Linked DNA regions of Gossypium hirsutum: all the other regions are linked to region 1. A link is a contact called in public Hi-C data. All regions are on one chromosome and are shown on one strand. Each heading gives the region's core, a stretch centred on a gene start, on an enhancer-like site or on the middle of the called end of the contact. The rest is flanking DNA. Distances are from core to core; before and after follow the strand shown. Region 1 has its middle 19 kb from the start of LOC121204338. Region 2 overlaps LOC107952981 (a long non-coding RNA gene). Region 3 holds the start of LOC107952982 (CDPK-related kinase 3).

Region 1 (3,741 bases), core at 387-2,886:
AAACGACACTTAAACTCGATAGAAACTTGACAAATCATGAAACAGGGGCTATTTTCAAAACTGCCCACTGCCACACGTTCGTGTCTCAAGTAATGTGGTAGATCGTGTTTGGCACACGGTCGTGTGAAACTTTGTAGAACGTGTGGCCAGATTATGTATGGTCAAGCTGTGTGTGGCACACCGCCGTGTGAAACTGTGCAAACCGTGTGGGTAGACTATGTGGAGCACACAGGCTAAGTTTTTAGGTCGTGTGGGTGACACGATTGTGTGGTTCTTTTTGCTCAATTTTAGGGCTCAATTAGGGGCTATTTGAGGGACTCAAAATTTGGGCCTATAGGCATCATATGGGGCCGGAAAGGCCTAAGTTTCAATACATAAAAGTATTCGGATAAGCTTAAGAGGTATGTTAAGTAAGAAATGTTATCTTTAAATTGTGTGCTATGTTATAATTTGTATGAAATATGTAGTATGTATGCCATATGATTTATGATATATGTAAGTATGCTATATGATTATGATTTATTTGTGTTCCAGGGTGGGTTATGATATGATGGAGGAAGTGCTATATGGCAACTAGACCGCAAATTTTGTATGGCAGCTCAATTGCAAATATCTTAGTGGCACATCGCTACAAATTGGTGTGATTGGATGGATAGACTCTTGTAGTCCTATATGGTGTGATTGGCTGGACGGAGATAGTGTATAGCGGATGGGGTAGGACATGATATGGTAGGATAAAATATGCTATGTTATGATTCGATAGAACATGATATGCTAAGATTCAATATGATATGATACGTTAAGATATGATTTGTATAAAATATTATATAATATGAAACTATATCAGACATTTTGATACATATGTATGTTTGTACTAAAATTATGAGCCAAATCACACATTGCGCTTTAAGCTCATGCCTTTGTTGCTTTGTTTCAGGTGATCCTCTGACTTAGGATAGGATGGTGACTCTAGAACTCGGGTTTCACATTCTATTTTGGTTTAGTACTATGGATTTCACTGGTTGTTGTTGTTATTATGGACATTTTGGACTTTTTCTTGGGTTTAATTTATTTTTAGATATTTTATGATTTGTTGAGATCTTTAGAACCTTTCTGGTTTTTATTATGCAAAAGTCTTTTCCTTTTTAATAACGCTTAACTTGAGATAACTAAAAGAAAAAGAGAATCACGATTTTTCAAATGATACGCAGTACTGTTTTCTGCTGTAAGTCTAATTGAAGTTTTCAAAGTGATTTATCTTGCAAATGTACCAATGAATTGTTTTGATTTTAGTAAAATGATATAAGTTGTGCCTTTAGAAAATTGCTATGCTTTCAAAAAGCTATTCTAATTACTTTTCTTCCTGCTAAAATGGGTTTTCAATAAAATTAAATTTTTAATTGAAAATTATTGAATATAAATATTAGAGATAAAAAATTAATAAAAAATAACTAATGAAGGGTAAAGTTATCATTTTATTTAAAATTTATTTAATAAGTAAACCATAAACAAGTAAGTATTTTTAATCAAGCATAAGGTGGTTTGAATACTTTTTCGTATATAGTATAATATGAGATAATAAAGGTTGAGATCCAAAAGATTATACAGCCCAAATGGCCCAAGACATTAACAAACGATGGATAGCTACAAACTGGAGACTAATTATACCCTTCAACCTTTCAACTGTATCATCGAAGGGATATTGAAGTTTACTCATCGATGCATTCTTAGTTCATCCTTGTTTGCAGGTCCAATCTACGCTCGTGATTCAACATCCAGCTCTCAGAATCTTTCACCATCTCTAGAAGATACAAACATCACTCACATTTTCCATGAAGCTTTTGTTTGGTGATGGCAATCAAATTGGCTACGCGTACAGTACACCTCAATTGCAAATAGTTTCAGGGTGCGACGAAGTTTTGGTTCTGGCCTTAAATAGACAAGGGGGAAAGCCCATTTTATCATTATTTCACTTCAATCGTCTCAAGTGGGCTCTTCTAATACCATCCCATTAACATATAGTAGGTCCAGTTAATTAGTATTCATAGATTTCGGTTAAAAATTAGGGTATTATACTTAATATTAAGTATTAGTAAGTTTATATTTTATAATTCATTTTAAAAGTTTACAAAATGTCATTAATTATTCAAAAGTTAAAGTCACTAAATTGTTAAAATTATTGTTGTAAAGCCTTTTCTGTTCGCAACACCTACACTAATAAAAAATTCAGCTTTTCTTTTATGAAACAACTTTGATTATAAAAAATTATAAATCAAAATCTAAATAATTTTTTTCTTCAATCTCCGACACTAATCATTAGATCAACTTAGATCTAAAATATGTTTTTCTACTAATCGATAGGTACTAATCCACCATACTAATTATCGAATCATCGCTTGGAGCTCACTAGTGGAGCTTACAAAAACTTAATAACTCAATTACTTAAATAAAAACTTTTGAACAATTCTTTGACTATTTTGTAACTTTTTAAAATTAAGTGACTAAAATATAAACTTACTGATAATTTAGTGATATTGGGTATAATTTACCTTAAAAATTATTTAACTTAATTTGTTATTTTTATTACATTAAATAAATAATTCATCAATTATATTACATTTTATAAATATTATCTTAACTAAAAATTGATTAACATTTTCCACTAAGGTATATATACTCTTAACTTGAAACTAAATCTGGAAACTTGTTATTTGAAGTCTTAAATATGAAAATAGAATACCAAATGTTACATTTAAAAAAGAGGATGACTAATTTAATTTGGATGTCGGCCTAGCATTTCAACAAGTCTAAGTAATATATAGCTGCCTAAAAACTTCCTAGCCAGCCTAATCATTATGCAGGTGAAAAATAAATAAAATTAAACAATGCATTTAAAAAATAATAAAAATTATTGATAAAATAATAAAAATGTAAATAATTTTGTTAATTAACTTTTGGTTGTATTGATAAAATTGATGTTTTAGAATGTTGTGTACCCTAGTTCAAATCCTTAGGATGAATTTTTATTTTATTTTTAAAATAAAATAAATTATTTATATAATTCTTATTTATGATTTTTGTTTTAAAATTTTGATAATTCATAATTTTTTAACTGAATTGATGCTCAGTTAACTTATGATACTAACTTAATAAGGAACTTAAATAATAGTATAGTTTAACTATATAGCAACATTTCTAGATTAAGTATGCTTCAAAACATTGCATATTTAATGGTTTAACTTCTGAATGCCTGAATCTACATTTGTCAAACTTTTTAAAGGTCTATGATTAAAAACTCTAGGACATTTGATGATGGGTGTTGAGTTCACCAAAAATAAAAAGTCTAACACCTAAAATGGAATTTTAAATTGTTGTTATGAAAGTAGGGTCGATTCCACATAGATTGGTCTATCTAATTTAAAAGTTTCTTAGGTCCATATACGAACTTAAGTAGGCATTCCACTCGTGGAAACCTTTTCTCAAGTAACAAGCATAAAGTTCACAAATTATTTAGGTTCATATATGGACTTAAGCAGGCGTCCCACTCCTGAAATCAAAGATTTCATCAAGCGGTCAAAACTTTTAGATTTGAGCAAAATGTAAATGAACCTTGCATTATAAATGTATTGTGGATGGAAATGTGGTCTTTCTAGTTTTTTATGTCGATGACATGCTACTCATTAGGAATGATGTATGGACGTTGTCATCAGTTAAACTGCAGTTACAAAATAGTTTAGCATG
Region 2 (3,741 bases), core at 494-2,993, 280 kb after region 1:
AGCAATGAAAAGTAAAGCAATAAGACCAAAATATATAAATTATGAACACTTATCAAGTCTTCAATAATGCAAGATATACGCAGCAGGACCCTGTTGTGAATGTTTTGTGTGGGCTAGACATTATAAATCAATAGAAATGAAGGATTCAGAATTTTAGAAAGAAAAGAGATGCGACGAGGCTAACATCTACCAAGAGGGAGTGGGCTAAATTAAATACGGATGGTGCTGCAGGGAAAATGCGCAAGCAGCTTGGGGTGGCCTTTTACGAGATGCTAATGGTAATTGATTGGTTTTACTAGATGTGTTGGTGTTTCTTCTATCTTGCAAGCTGAATTGTGGGGTATTGTTCACGGGTTAAATGTGGCTTGGTCTTCTGGACTAAGAAAGGTCAAGGTTGATTATGATGATGTTGAACCCATTTTCGCAGTGACCAATTGTTTGGCTTTAGTGTGTCAAATTTATCAACTTCGTAAATAAGCATGGCAAGTGACTTTCAAGCATGTTTTTAGAGAAGCAAATATTGTGACTGATTTTATGGCGAAGGTTGAAACAAGATCCTTACAAGGGCTGATGGTTTTCAAAGATATCCTCCTCGAGGGATTGAAGCTTTATTATTGATCCTCGAGGGATTGAAGCTTTATTATTGAAGGACTATAATTTAGTATATTTTCTCTTTAACCCAAGGAAAAACATCTATACTGGGTCAAGCACATACACTTGAGGTACCTCATCAACTTGACTCCAAACCCCAATAATACACTTTAACCATTGTGACAGATTTGTATTCCGGGTATTAAACCGGCAATTAAAATATGTTAAAATACATTATTTTCAGCAGTTAAATTTTTAATTTAATCATTCATTTATTTTTAGATTTCTTTTAAAATTGAATTTAAAAAAAATATTATAAAACTATTGAAAATATAAACACCCTTACAATAAAATTTATTATTTTTGAATCTCTTTTTAACTAAGTTGGTGTTTAATTTACTAATTTATGGTAAGGCACATATTCTTCCCCCCATCACCCGCACTGATTCGGTTGGGTGAGGCTTGAAAATCTATTTTGTTTAAGAAAGGGTTGGCTTAAAGTTGCCGAGATCAAACTTTGGGCTTGAATAGATTCTGTATGAACCAAGGGTGACCCAATATAAAATATTTGTAGTGGTTTTCCACATTAGCCCAATGCCCAATGTTCCCTGCTCATTTTTACATAATTCTTGGTTGCAAGAAAGAAAGAAATAGGTGTATAATCTTGTATCAACATAAATGGCTAAGTCAAGAAATTGGACTGCAGCTTTAGGATCCCCTACAGTTTTACACTTTTTATGATATTAAGTAGAAGGTACAAGATTTTTTACTTAGCAGTTCTGCAGATTTCGTTTTGTCTGAAAGAAGGTGCAGTATGATCTGGAGGAATCAAAGATGAATCATTCTTTCTCCATTGGGTTTCTAAATTAAGCATTTGGGTGGGACAACACTCAAGCACTGACAGTTCTAAAAGACTGAACCCTTGTTATGACGAAAACAATCATCAAGCAAGATCTGTTTGCAGCAAGTCTCCCACCGAGCTTTTGTTAAATGGTGGGTTTCTAGATTTTTTTTTTTTGTTTTTGAACAAGGTGGGTTTCTAGATTTATGTCAGGATACAAGGGATGGTCGAACTTTTATCCCTTTTCATCATTGAAAATTAGCTTCAAAGATGGTTTATAGTAGTTAGGAGGGAAAAGCCAACTTTCACATGCGGCATGCCACCCCTCGCTGTATGTATGGTCCAGTTACCAGTGATTTTATGAACAAGCAATGGCTAAACGCTAGAAGATAAAAATAAAAATAAAAATAAAAATAAAAAAGGTAAAAGTAAAAGGGTCGATAGAAAATTTGGTTCTCCAACTGGACCACTTTTAACTTTTTAATAATATTGAAAGGAAAACAATTAATGATATGATGATTATCTTTTACTTCTGTCACCCACAATAGGCCAGGCCAATCTTTAGTGGCTTGATGACATGTTATTTTCAACCCAAAAAACTTAACACATCACTACTTTTAAACGTCTGCAATTCCTTATCAGTATATATACTACAAAAAAAATTTGCGTTTCATTTACTTTAACTTTAATTTTATATATTGAAAATTGATATAAATGTTCTGGCATGATAACTTGATATTAATCAATCAAGCCGCTAGCATTTATATAATGGTGTTAGTCCTTGGAGAGTATTTTGATTGATGAAATACAATTTTAAATAGCCGACGGTTAATATATTAACCCAAAGTTAAATCTCAAATGGCAACAACCAATGGATCATATTTTATTAGAATGAGATATTTTTTAGTCTTTTTCCTAGACAACAAGTTTAATTTTGAACAGAAATAGTGCAGGACCCAACATGGTTTTTGCATCAGACACGTGAAGGATAGGAAAAGAGTTCCGTCGAACAGAATGGAAATGGCAAGGGCAATGGCACGCAACATGGGGGGTTCAAATCAAGGGCCCCTCCAACTGATGGGGAAGTAGCTAACAGCATTGGAAAAGTTTGGTAAGATGAACTCAAAGCAATGGTATCAAGTTATAACTTTAATGTACTACCATGAGTTGGATTGTAATAGCACTAGATTAGGGAGCATATGTTTGGCTACTTAATATCATGTTCAATATGCATTAATTAACCACTTATAGGAAAACATTTCCATCAACCAGATTGGCATCGTATTTGCTGGCACCCGACATGGGTTCAAATCATGGGCCCTTTCCATCTGTATGGGAAGTAGCTAGCTAGCAGCAATATTGAAAATGTTTTGCTAAGATGAAATCTAGCCAAGCCAGCATAGGATCTCAGGTTATGTTTAGATGTCAAGTTAAACTATAACCTTGTCATTACTAGGTTGTAATCCTAACAAGGGAGCTACTAGTAGGAACTTTTAGGTACCTTCATCATGTGGGAACTTTTTTATGGAGTCTTGGTCAAGCTGTACACGAAAAACATACCAACCATTCACGAGAAAAATTTGGACTTAGGGCTTCAAGAATTCATCAAGGCCCCAATGAAACATCTTTTTCTCTATCTAGAAAACTACAAGGGTCCTAAAAAGATAGTCTCGAAAATCATGAATTAAAGGCAAAGAGAAAGGTGTTTGCTTAATCTTTTGCAAAGGTCAAAAAGATCCAATTCCCCAAAAGAGTGTTCTTTAAGGGGCACCGTTTTCATACTACTGCTTTTTCAGCAAGATGAAGGACAAAATAATTCAGGGAAAAAAAAGGATAGATATATTCAAACTATAGACAGGAAAACTCTCAAGGTACAAAGCACATATACAAGTAATATTTAAAAAAAGAAAAGAAAAAAGAAGCTAACATTTGTTTCCTAGATTCCTAGCTAACCGGGATTTTAATACAACAAAATAACTTTCACTGCACAAAGCATTGAGAGAAGGACTCCATGGATAATCTTTCGAATGAGCTTGTGAACAGTCATGTGATTATTACTGAATGTAGTGGACGATGAATGCTGGGTGACAAGCTACTGGATACGTGTTACCTAAGGCCCTGATATAGGCCTAGATAAACTCATCTCATCTCTGCCAAACTTCTAATCAACTGTTTCTTTGCTGTGTTCTGTTGCTCAGCTTCCACGGACCATGAATAAAGAAGCCAGAGCAAAAAATGGAAAAAGTATGATGGGAAATGTAAGCAATAGTAAAACTTTACACCTCGTTTTGATCACTAATTCCCTAAAA
Region 3 (3,741 bases), core at 512-3,011, 270 kb after region 1:
CAAATAACTTTTTTCTCTGATATTCGATACTAACTATCAAATTGACTTGGATTTAAGGTATGTTCTTCTACTCTTCAATGGGTACTGATTCACCATACCGATTGTCAAATCTTCGTTAGAAGGTCACTAGTAAAACTCTTTAAAAAAAAAAGAAATTAACAATTCAATGACTTAAATAAAAACTTTTGAATAATTTAAAAACTAAATTGTAATCTTTTTTAGTTAAATGATCAAAATGAAAACTTACCTGTCATTTAGTGATTAATAGTATAATTTACCTTGTATAAATTCATGAAATTATTCAACCATATTTCCTTCGAAAGAAAAGAAAGGCATGAAATATTGAGAAACCAAGGTAATAAAAATGTTGGTCTTGGTTTTGGTGAAGTGTCGTGAATCGAGGCCCAACTAAGTAGAGTGACTAGTCGGGTTTCAATTACCTAACGGAGGGTTCCCATCGACGGGTGCCTTTTAAACAGCGACTTTGAAACATTTATCCAATTTCCTCGTCACCATAAACAATGGAAGGAAAACCAAAGCCCATCCCATGCTTATTAAATTTAACCTATTTCTCCCTTTCATGTCTGGCCAATGTTATGCTAATGTGTCTCCTTCATGACTCAGCGTATTAATTAGGAAAAATTAGACTGGCCCAACTCAACTTTAGTGCATAAATGTATGAGTAATTTTAATGTGTGGGAATAGCAGTTTGAACAAGAAAGTTGTCGAATGTTGGTACCAATGGTTAAAGTTCAAATTTAGGTAATTTTATCGCGCTTTCTTTTCTTTTTTTAATTAGTAATGATAAAAAATAACTATAAGACAATTAACACTTTTTAAATATGATAATTATAGGAACAAACAACAATCTTTTTCTTGAGAAACTTTGAAATATATAATTCAATGACGAGTTTTCACATTTAGTTTTGAGGATCAATCACAATATCTAAAAAATAATAATTTCATGAAACATGTTCTTGCTATAACATTTTCAATTAAATTCTCTAAATTTTTTTTAATTTCAGTTATTATAACTTGATATGATGATTAATTCATTCCAAGTGTTTAAAAATAAAGATTGATTAGTAGCATTTTGTTATTTTTAATCCATAACACATAATTTAAGTTATAAATAAAAAGTATGGAATTTATTTTGAGGGAGCCCATTCAATTTATTTTAACGTATGTAAATATACTCTATAAATTAATAAAAATATTAAGGGCTTACTTAGGAATTTAGCAAAAAACTTGGGAAGTCAACACTTTTTAACAATTATCTAAAAGCTGAGGTAAGTTATCGTACATATATAACCCACTGTTAAAGAAATGGTGAAATAATGTATTTTTATGAATTTTAAAGTTTTAGTCGTCATTAAACTATTAAATTAATAAATTCATTAAGTTGAATTTTATTAATTTTAAAATATGACGTGATAAATATATTATTACATAATATTATTATATTAATTTATTATTTTTACACAAAAAAATTAAATTTAAAAATTATTGTTTAAGTCAAAAATAAAAATTTAAATTTTAAAAAATACATGAACTAAATCTACACAATTTAACTAAATATTATAATTGAAGAAGTGTGGTGTTGCAGGATGCAAGTAAAAGGCAAAGTGTTGGGGATTAGGTGAGGAAAATAATGGTGGTTGAATAGTCTCCTGTTTGATTGAGACACGTGGGTGGCAATGTATTTATTTAATTTTATAAATATGCCGTGAAATCTCGACAGAAATCCTCCAAAAATGTAGCCTGGATTACAGGTCATATAATTATGTTGGAGTAAATAAGTAGAGCCTTAATGTTGGTAAACACTTACAATACGGCCAGGGAGAGCAGTTGCTTCAATTACGCTGTCCTCGTTTGTTGTTTTCCTTTTGGGTTTAACTAAAAGCCTTTATAATATTGGTTATGAAAGAAAGAGAGCCTCTTTTTTTTTCTTACTTAAATCTCAGTTTCAATCTAAGACGAAAAGTAATGAGTGAAGTTAGCGTGTTTTGATCCACAACCTTGGCGGTGTTGATTCGTCAGATGACATGCGGGGGTGTTTTAGTAATCATTCTTTACTACTGTATTCCAAGAACTCGCAGAGAAAAAAGTAAGAAAGAAAGAATTCCCTCCCATTTTGGGGAAATAAAGGAAAACACTTTGATTCAGTCAGTGTCTCTAATTCCAAATTACTCCTCAAACATTTCTTCTTCTTCTTTTAAAAAATAAATAAATAAATAAATAATAGAATTTGCTTCCACAGCCTATCCTACTTCTCCTTTCTCTTTGCTTCACTCTCTGGGTTTTTCTTTTTCCTTCCATATCTCACTCAAAATTCTATCTCATCAGATCTCTTGTCATAATCAGATCAGGAGGGAAGGATGCTGGAACCGTCCGATGTGTAGACTTTTGACTTTGTTGTGATCGGTAGGGACTTTAGATGGGGCAATGTTACGGTAAAGTTAGTCAAACGCAAGTAAATGAAACGACGTCAAATGCTACCACAACAGTCACAGAGGTGATTCCAGCCGATCCTGGGGGGCAAACGCCACTGCAATCCAGTAACGGCGCTGTTAATTATTTTCAATCAGTTAAGAATACTCCAGCTAGGTCATCCAGCCAGAGTCCATGGCCCAGCCCTTACCCCCACGGGGTGACTGCCAGTCCGCTTCCACCGGGTGTATCCCCTTCTCCGGCCAGGGCTTCAAGGGGTTCCACGCCTAGGAGATTCTTCCGGCGCCCGTTCCCGCCGCCTTCGCCGGCCAAACACATAAAAGCGTCGCTGTTGAAGCGTCTTGGCGGGAAGCCAAAGGAAGGACCGATCCCTGAGGATCCTGGAACTGAGCCGGAGCAAGTGTTGGATAAGAGCTTTGGTTATGGCAAGAATTTTGGAGCTAAGTATGAACTTGGAAAAGAAATAGGACGAGGGCATTTTGGTCACACTTGCTCTGCTAGAGGTAAAAAGGGTGACCTTAAGGATCAACCCCTTGCTGTTAAGATCATCTCAAAAGCTAAGGTATTCTCTTCACTCCATTTCTATGATATTCTTACCCTGTTCATGCTAATTGCTAAATAATTTTTTTAACTTTTGAGATATTTAGATTATTTTCTTAATGTTGGAGCTTCTTTCTGGAGGTATTGTTCTTAAAATTGGATTTCATTAAAATAGTCTTAAGAGAAGGACCTTTAGTTATTGATCGATGGCATAGCTGTTTATTATGCATTCCAAACACCTCATAGATGTTTGTTTTCCTCGATTCAACTAAACTCGGCCGATTATGTCTTTCTTGAAGAAGGTAAGTTACATAAGCCGGACATAATTCTAGAATAATCATGTTTACGACTTGGCCCCTGCCAACTTCGCTTATCATTGATATTTGGCTGTTACATGAGCTATTCGAGACATACAAGGCTTAAAAGGATACCTCTTGCATTGATTAGCCATTTCATTTTTATTTTCTCTAGGGGGAAGTGTGATTATGATTGTTGTTCTAGAAGACTGGAAGAAGACAAAGGTATACTTGTCTTTTATTTGATAGTTATCTTGGGTTTCTAGCAATAATACAGGGTATTTTGCTACTGAGTTGTTGCATCTAGTCTTAAATGCAAATGTGACCATAGCCACATCAACCGCAATAAAAACTAGGTGGGAATCCAGATATTGTTTTGCACTGAGAGATTTTTGGTGTCCACGCGTTGCCGAGTATGACTTCAGTGTCCTGACCTATGAATTATTCAATTGTT

The links. A called contact is a pair of places that touch in the nucleus more often than the background predicts.
Region 2: a contact with region 1 is called in a Hi-C map of leaf, with 4 times the contacts expected there. The contact joins two enhancer-like sites. A contact is called at or near these places in 2 of 34 Hi-C or Micro-C datasets (both in leaf).
Region 3: a Hi-C map of leaf shows a contact between it and region 1, with 3 times the contacts expected there. The contact joins the promoter of LOC107952982 here to the enhancer-like site in region 1. A contact is called at or near these places in 7 of 34 Hi-C or Micro-C datasets (anther, callus, hypocotyl and 1 more).

What each region holds. Positions count from the first base shown.
Region 1 is chrA07:29,499,380-29,503,120 of Gossypium_hirsutum_v2.1, forward strand. No RefSeq gene overlaps it. Among protein-coding and RNA genes, the nearest start is that of LOC121204338, 19 kb to the right of the region's middle. Within about 2 kb of position 1,637, at least 3 of the 9 cell types and tissues checked have an H3K27ac peak or open chromatin away from gene starts, as enhancers often do. A contact at or near this core is called in hypocotyl and leaf, where this site is marked.
Region 2 is chrA07:29,783,073-29,786,813 of Gossypium_hirsutum_v2.1, forward strand. LOC107952981 (a long non-coding RNA gene) reads right to left here. Exons shown (of 2, transcript XR_001699015.2): 2 at 3,249-3,741. Among protein-coding and RNA genes, the nearest start is that of LOC107952981, 4.0 kb to the right of the region's middle. Within about 2 kb of position 1,744, at least 7 of the 9 cell types and tissues checked have an H3K27ac peak or open chromatin away from gene starts, as enhancers often do. A contact at or near this core is called in leaf, where this site is marked.
Region 3 is chrA07:29,764,332-29,768,072 of Gossypium_hirsutum_v2.1, forward strand. It overlaps LOC107952982 (CDPK-related kinase 3), which reads left to right and starts at 1,762. Exons shown (of 12, transcript XM_016888199.2): 1 at 1,762-2,165; 2 at 2,347-3,013. The coding sequence starts at 2,438.